Linked DNA regions of Zea mays: region 1 is linked to region 2. The links are chromatin contacts, called in public Hi-C maps. All regions are on one chromosome and are shown on one strand. The core of a region is the stretch at or near the end of the contact, and the rest is flanking DNA. Distances in the headings are between cores, read along the strand shown.

The links. A called contact is a pair of places that touch in the nucleus more often than the background predicts.
Region 1: a contact with region 2 is called in a Hi-C map of ear, with 2.7 times the contacts expected there. The contact joins two enhancer-like sites. A contact is called at or near these places in 2 of 25 Hi-C or Micro-C datasets (ear and tassel).

Annotation. Positions count from the first base shown.
Region 1 is chr10:24,767,960-24,771,720 of Zm-B73-REFERENCE-NAM-5.0, forward strand. No RefSeq gene overlaps it. Among protein-coding and RNA genes, the nearest start is that of LOC103640953, 5.5 kb to the right of the region's middle. Within about 2 kb of position 2,437, at least 16 of the 20 cell types and tissues checked have an H3K27ac peak or open chromatin away from gene starts, as enhancers often do. A contact at or near this core is called in ear and tassel, where this site is marked.
Region 2 is chr10:24,320,860-24,324,167 of Zm-B73-REFERENCE-NAM-5.0, forward strand. No RefSeq gene overlaps it. Among protein-coding and RNA genes, the nearest start is that of LOC109943042, 5.3 kb to the left of the region's middle. Within about 2 kb of position 1,447, at least 15 of the 20 cell types and tissues checked have an H3K27ac peak or open chromatin away from gene starts, as enhancers often do. A contact at or near this core is called in ear and tassel, where this site is marked.

The sequences.
Region 1 (3,761 bases), core at 1,187-3,686, 450 kb after region 2:
TCGTCTTCCGACGGTCCTAAAAACATGATTTAACAATATTTTCGGAGTGTAATACATGAATAGGTACCTTCAGACTCGGATCGGAACCACAGTGTGAGAAGCACAAACAATACGAAGGTTGACGTAGCGCTGAAGCTACGCGCAAGGGAGCTTCGACATGACAGCAGAAAAGGGAACCGACTTAAAGGGGAAAAGGCTATTTAGACCTCGATGAATCACTATAGAGTCATTAGCAAATGTAAAGGGCATGTATGTAATTTTACATGGGCTGCGTCTCGTGCCTATAAATAGATGAACAGTGCTCCCGTACTGTTCACGCTTTTCACATCTTGCTTTTGCCTTGGTCTTCTATCAAGCTCAAGGTACAAATGTAATTTGATATTGTCTTCATATATTCATGATTGGCTCAATAACAAATGTTTATGCTGTTATATTATTATTTATATTATTTTCCTGTGTTTTATAAGCTTTACCGTTTGGTTATACATGTCATATTTATGAAGGTATGTCCTTCATAACCTTCGTCCGAAGATCGTTATATCCTAAGGGAAATAATGCTTCGAAGGACGAAGGGCTTTAACATTTAACATTTTGTGTTGCCTTGTTCTTAATTCATAGCATTTGAGAACAAGTCCCAACAATTCTGGAATATGATTTTTTACCAGTTACCTATATCCGAAGATTTAGATCTGTACGAGAAACGACAGACCGAAATAAACTGAATTCGGCACCAAAATAGCGTGCTGAAGAAACAATATCGACTTCGATATCCAAACGAGATTTGATCTGGTTTAAAATCAGATGAACATATTCCTGATATCTGAACATCTTTGATTTCTTTGCCGAGAGCAACATACTGGAAAAATAAGTCCGATTATTACTCTTGCGCTCGCTCTTCCGGATAATGCACGCGGTCAAAGCTATAAAATCATGCGCTTTCCAAATTGTATTTACTTAACCGAGAAATTTTAATCGAACACCAGACTCACCGATTTTCGGAACAACTATGTTCCGAACATTACGAAAATTTAGGAGGAGCTCGAATAGATAAAAATAAAAACGATGTCGAACTCGCGACAGACGAAACAGATTAAGATAGAGAGACTGTTATTCTTATTCCGTCTAATTTTTACGATCCTTACTAGTGATCGATCATTTGATGTGACGCCAACGATCACATGCTAAGAGGAACGATTCACTTGATCAGCTGGCGCATCGTTCTGTTCGGACAGCGCGGGCTCCAAATTGTTCATAAAATCAGAAGTCTTCTGATTTTCGTATTCACTTACGCGCGTGATTCGAACAGTTCAAAATTCGCCAGCAACGAAGATTTAATAATCCAAAAGCTTCATGAACCCTTTTTAGCTGTTTAGATTATCGAAATGAAAATGACACCAAACTCGATAGATTTTAATTAGGCACCAGACTCGCAAATTTTTGGAACAATTGTGTTCTGCATTTCGCGAAGACTTAGGAAGAGTCTAAATAGACAGAAACAGATGTGATATTAAAATCACGATAGGCGAAGATGATTAAAATTTAGCATCCGTTTTATCCACCAATATTACGTGCTTAAATCAATACTCGTTGTCGAGCGGAATATAAACACCAGGGGTGTTACATTGGAGCCTATTAGAGGTACCTCCAGGGGTTGTGCATGCCCCTAACCTCTATTTTAACAGCAGCCACCGCCACATTAGGGTTTGGATTTTTCTTAGATCATATCTATCATCGAACAGTATCGTTGTTCATCGGTTTGTGAGACCCCACCTCGTAATCAATGCAGTTTTGATTGCATTCTTCCTGTTCCTGCTTGTGTTCTTGATAGCGCTTGCAGGGATAAACCTTCGTGGAGATGTCACTTTGTGTCACGAGTGATAACCAATGAGCATTGGTGTAGTGATTGTGAGGATCCATTCGCTCGGAGCCTTGGGTCATCAACGTCAAGATCTCCATCAATCAAGTTATCATACCTCAAGAAAGATCAAGCCTCCCCTCTATCAACGGCCATGATCCCTACACCTCGATAAATCATCTATCCACTTCGTGGACTCCAACTGTTGGCAGCAGCGGGTGACGATGTCGGCGGCCATGTCTCTTGCCGCTAACCTATACACTCACGGTTGCCGGTGTGTCTCTCGGCGAGGCTCTCTTATATCCTTGAGGAATGCGGGGTGATCCCATTTATATGCCCGAGGCCAAGAAATGAACTCCTAACAACAATCCCAAATCTATCGACATGCATCTACTGGTGATTTGACGTGTGATCCGCACGCTTATAACGGCCAACGCTAGGAGAGCTGACACTCCGGTCCCAAGTGACAGCGGTAGTGAGACTGACCAGGCTACACGTTTACGCGGGCGCGAGACATGGGCCAACCGGCCAAGCACACAGTCAAGGGGAGTTGCAGGCTCATGGCTGAGTGGCTGACCTGGTGGCCCATGCATCGGTGAGAGGGAAGCAGAGACGTAGGGTGAAGCGGGCTGCATGGTAGTGGACTGGTAGGGTGGGCCGGAGAGGTAGATTCGGCCCAAGCAAGTCTGGTTCCTTCCCCTTTTCTTTTATCAATTCTATTTTCTTCTATTTCATTTCTTTATTCAAATTCAAATCCAAAACCAGTTTTGGGTTTCCCCATTCATATCTTAAATGCACAAGTGATAAAACTTCCAGCATATATGCAAAGTCTAGTTTTATTTTATATATATTTACATCAATTTGTTTTATCTAAATGCCTCGAATATGCAATATACTCAATATTCATTTTTAAGAAAATATTATTTGGGATAGGTGGTCAAATTAAAAGTTAACAAAAATGAATATTCATTACTCACATTTTTTGGAGAAAGTAATATATAATCTTTGCCAAGAGTTATCCAAATATTTTTAAAGAGTTCTTTATAGTTTAGAAGGGAAATAATAAATGGATTCAAGGTCTTTCTTTTATTTTTTGTCCCAACCTTCTGTTTTAAGTTTTTGTATCTTAGTTTTGAATGTCAAATTCTTACTATTTTTATTCATTTAATTTAGAGAAATATAGTTTATAAGGGAATGAAATTATTATTATTATTAGTCATTTTATCTCAAATCTTTTGGAGAAAACTTATTTAGAATTTGTAAAATCCCAAAATAGGATTTCAGGTGTTACAATTTCTACCCCCTTAAAAATAATCTCGTTCTCGAGATTAGTAAGAAAGGGTTGCAGAAGTTTTGCTTGCAGTTTAGCTTTTAGTTTCTAATTAGTTCAAAAATTGAAAGGTCTTTTTTTAGTCTTTTAATACTAATTAGGTGATTAGAAAAGCATGAGCATCTCTTATGTCTAGCCACCTAGTAGGTAAGATGAGAGATGGTTAAAGCAAGTAAAGGTCGTGGTAAGAAAGATTAGGGTAAGAAGAGCTTTAAACTGGACGATGGATCTTGACTCATTTGGAGATCTAGCTTGGCTCCTATCCTTCGTGGACTTGATGAGGTCGATCATCTTCTGTCTTCGATCTTGGAGTCGTCATTCGAGTTAGGGACATATAGTTATGATAGATTGTAGGTAAGAACAGATAGTCAATAGGCAGGTGGCATAGTTTGAGTGTGCTTATGACAAAATCTGGTTTGCTTGCTTGTATATGGCCGAGTTGGTCTAGGGCACTATTTTAGGTTTAGGTGAACTAGGTGGGAAAAGAGTTTCTAAGTGTAGCGTTTAATCTATCAACTAATCTGGGTTAGTTTGCTCTATCCTTTAGACAAGTGTAAGAAATATGAGCCGATTAGA
Region 2 (3,308 bases), core at 197-2,696:
AATACTATAGTATAGGCATGCATGAAAAACCATACATTATATTTTAATTAGAAAAGTTAATCTAATGAGCCCAAGTTAAACTAACATTTAATTATCTCTGAAATCATGGTGAAACAATGTTGTTTAATGTGTAGGCAATTTCAATACAAAGTTAACGCAATTTGAATTGATCAAATCAAAGTTATAATGAGAAAGTTATGGGCTAAAGAAGTTTAGGGTATTTTTAATGTGATCTACATATCTAAATCAATCACTAGGGACTCTTTTGAAAAATCGAAGGACCTGTTTGCAATTCCAAAAGTAAATTTCGTGGGTGCTAATGTAAAAGTAGGATGACAGGTTGATTTGCAAGAAGTCCATGTGGTCTTTACGAAAAACATTCATCAGCGAAGGGGGTATGGACGCGGCTCAGTCATCTGATCCACCATGCACGGTCCTGATTAGGTCCCACTAACATCAAAACAATACACACCCTAGGTCCTTAGATCAGATTTGAACGGCGGAGATTTTAAATACCAGAGATCCTCCCAAAGCCGCCCGATTACGATCGTTCGGTCACAAATCAAGCTCCCATCCGATCTAATCTACTCCGCATAAAACGCAATCAACTACCCAGTGCCCATCGTCTCCACCTCGACCATGCCGGTCATCGCCCATCATTTATCACGGCGGCGCCATTGTTGAGGCAAGGCGATCCCTCATCCAGCGCCCGAACTCCACCAAAACCTAGCTACGCGACGCGATGATCAAAGAGATCTAGGCTGAGGTGCCTTACCAGAGTTCAAGGTGTGGAAGTTGCTGTCCACACCACTCTGCGGCACTACGGTGGTGGTCACGACCTGGCGAGGGAGTTCTCGGCTCTCCTGTTCCTCCAACCGCCCCTAATGTTTGCGATGCTGCGGAGATGATCCCCATCCACCACTAGAGTTCTAGGGTGCGTTTGGTTGCAATGACATGACAGGACGGGATGAGACAATGTTTAAGATTAAGGGTTGGGACATGACTATCCTAATGTTGTCCTCAGTTGTCTCTCAAAGTTGGAGGGATGATAGAAGATGCTAGGGAACGTTCCTTTCCTAACTGTACCGCAACCAAACACACTCCTAGATGATCATGCGTCCGAGGATACTGGCGGCGACCAGATCTCTCTGTCTCCCTACTGCGATAGCTTTCTTCGGTACATATGCATATAGGGGAAGGATGCGGCTCCATCTTATACCCGAGAGGCAAAGCCTGACCAGTTGGATCCGAGAGGATTTCGGTTGAGTTTGTTACACATGCTTTGATCACATCTCAACAAACTCCGCTTCGGTTGCAACCAAATCAGCCAATAATTCCGAAGAAGGCAATCCTGGCAATCCGACGTGGAGACGAGGGCATGCGTTGGAGACAATGACTTAGCAGCCCCACCTGGCAGTGGCCAAGCGCATACTCTAGGAGGGAGTTGGGCTGCGGAGATGGCCTGGTGGAAGCGGTGCGGGTGCTTGGGCTGCACGAAGTTGGGCCGCGGGATGCAGTGGAGATCGCTAGCGGTGAACAGTTTGTCCCAAGAAGCCGATTTCCCTTTTTCTTTTCCTTTTTCTTATTCTATACTCCAATTTCTACATTGTCTCCTAATTTTAATTTTTTTTCAAACTTGAATTTTGAATCTAGATTTCAAATGAACACTCCAAGAGCATGAATTATATGTATATATTAGTTTATCTTATTTTAAGCAAATGCTTCAATATGCCACTCATACATTGTTTATTCCAAAGGAATCATGATTTTGAATGCATAATCCAATTATAAGGGTTTATTAAAATTTCATTGATTAATGCTTATTTAGTTTAGGAAAAGGTTTTTATTTAATCTCTTATCAAGAATTACTTTAATCCACATATATTTTTAGTATTTCCAATTCTATGGTTTATGAGAGGAATGTTTCATTTTAGTAGGTAGCTGAAAGGGCTTTTCTTTCACCATGTTTTCTTTTCTGTTTTTTATTTTCAATTATATTTTCAAAGTTTAACTCTAACTTTTGAACTACCAAAATTTTAAATGTTACTATTTATTCACTTTAGGGAAATAAATATTTTGTAAAGAAAGGAATTCATTATCAGAAGACATTTTATCTTAAATCTTTTTGGAGAATTATTTAAATCACCAAAATGTGATTTTGGGTGTTACACCCATCATCAAACATGACCTGATGGCGGTCATGCACACTCTTCATGTGTAGAGGTTTCAAAATTTTGACATTTTAAATGAGGCTAATATCATCTTGCTGCCAAAAAAGGAAGGAGTAGAAAAAATCGAGGACTTCATACCAATTAGCCTAATTCATAGTGTCGCGAAGCTGTTTATGAAGCTTCTTTTGCTTAGGCTGGCACTGATGATGGAGAAGATTATTTCTAAGTGTCAAAGCGCCTTCATCAAGGGTAGAAGTATCCATGATAACTTCTTGTACATTCGTGGCATGTCAAGGAAATTCCATCAAAATAGATCTCCAATATTGCTCATCAAGCTTGATATCTCCAAAGCTTTCGACTCTGTCAGATCAGACTACCTTTTAACCCTTCTCACTCAGTTTGGTTTCCCATCCCGGTGGAGAAACTAGATCAGTTCAATGCTAGCTACATCCTCATCCCAGGTGCTTCTCAATGGGATCTCAGGGCAATTGTTCTACCATGGCAGGGGCTGAGGTAGGGCGACCCGCTATCGCCCCTGCCTTTTGTCCTAGCAATGGAGCCTCTGCATAAAATGCTCAACCTAGCAACTCAAGTTGGATTTCTGTCACCAATCTCCAGTAGCGGATCGCAACGTCGCGCTCAATGTACATAGATGACATTGTCATTTTCATCAAACCAATCAAAGGCAAGTTAGACTCCCTGACATTCATTTCACAGGGATTTGGACATGCATCCGTTTTACAAACAAATTTGCCAAAATGGTCCTTTGTTACAATAAGATGTGATCATATGAAACTCAATGAAACCATGTAGAGCCCATGGCTAGAGCTTTTTCCCCAGCCAGATACCTCAACATCCCACTGACAGTTTCTCGATTGAGAAAGATTGATTTCCAGTATCTGTTGGACAAGGTGCAAAACAGGATGGCAGCTAGAAAGGGCACAACATCACCCACGCTAGAAGACTTATCCTTACAAAGGCGGTGCTTTTCTCTCAGCTGACGCACACACTTTCCGTCCTCAACGCCCCTAAGTGTGTGCTACAATACCTTGATAAGATCAGGAAGAGGTTCCTTTGGGCAGGAGGAGAAAACCTAATGGAGGGAAATGCGAAGTCAACTGGCCAATGGTGACACGT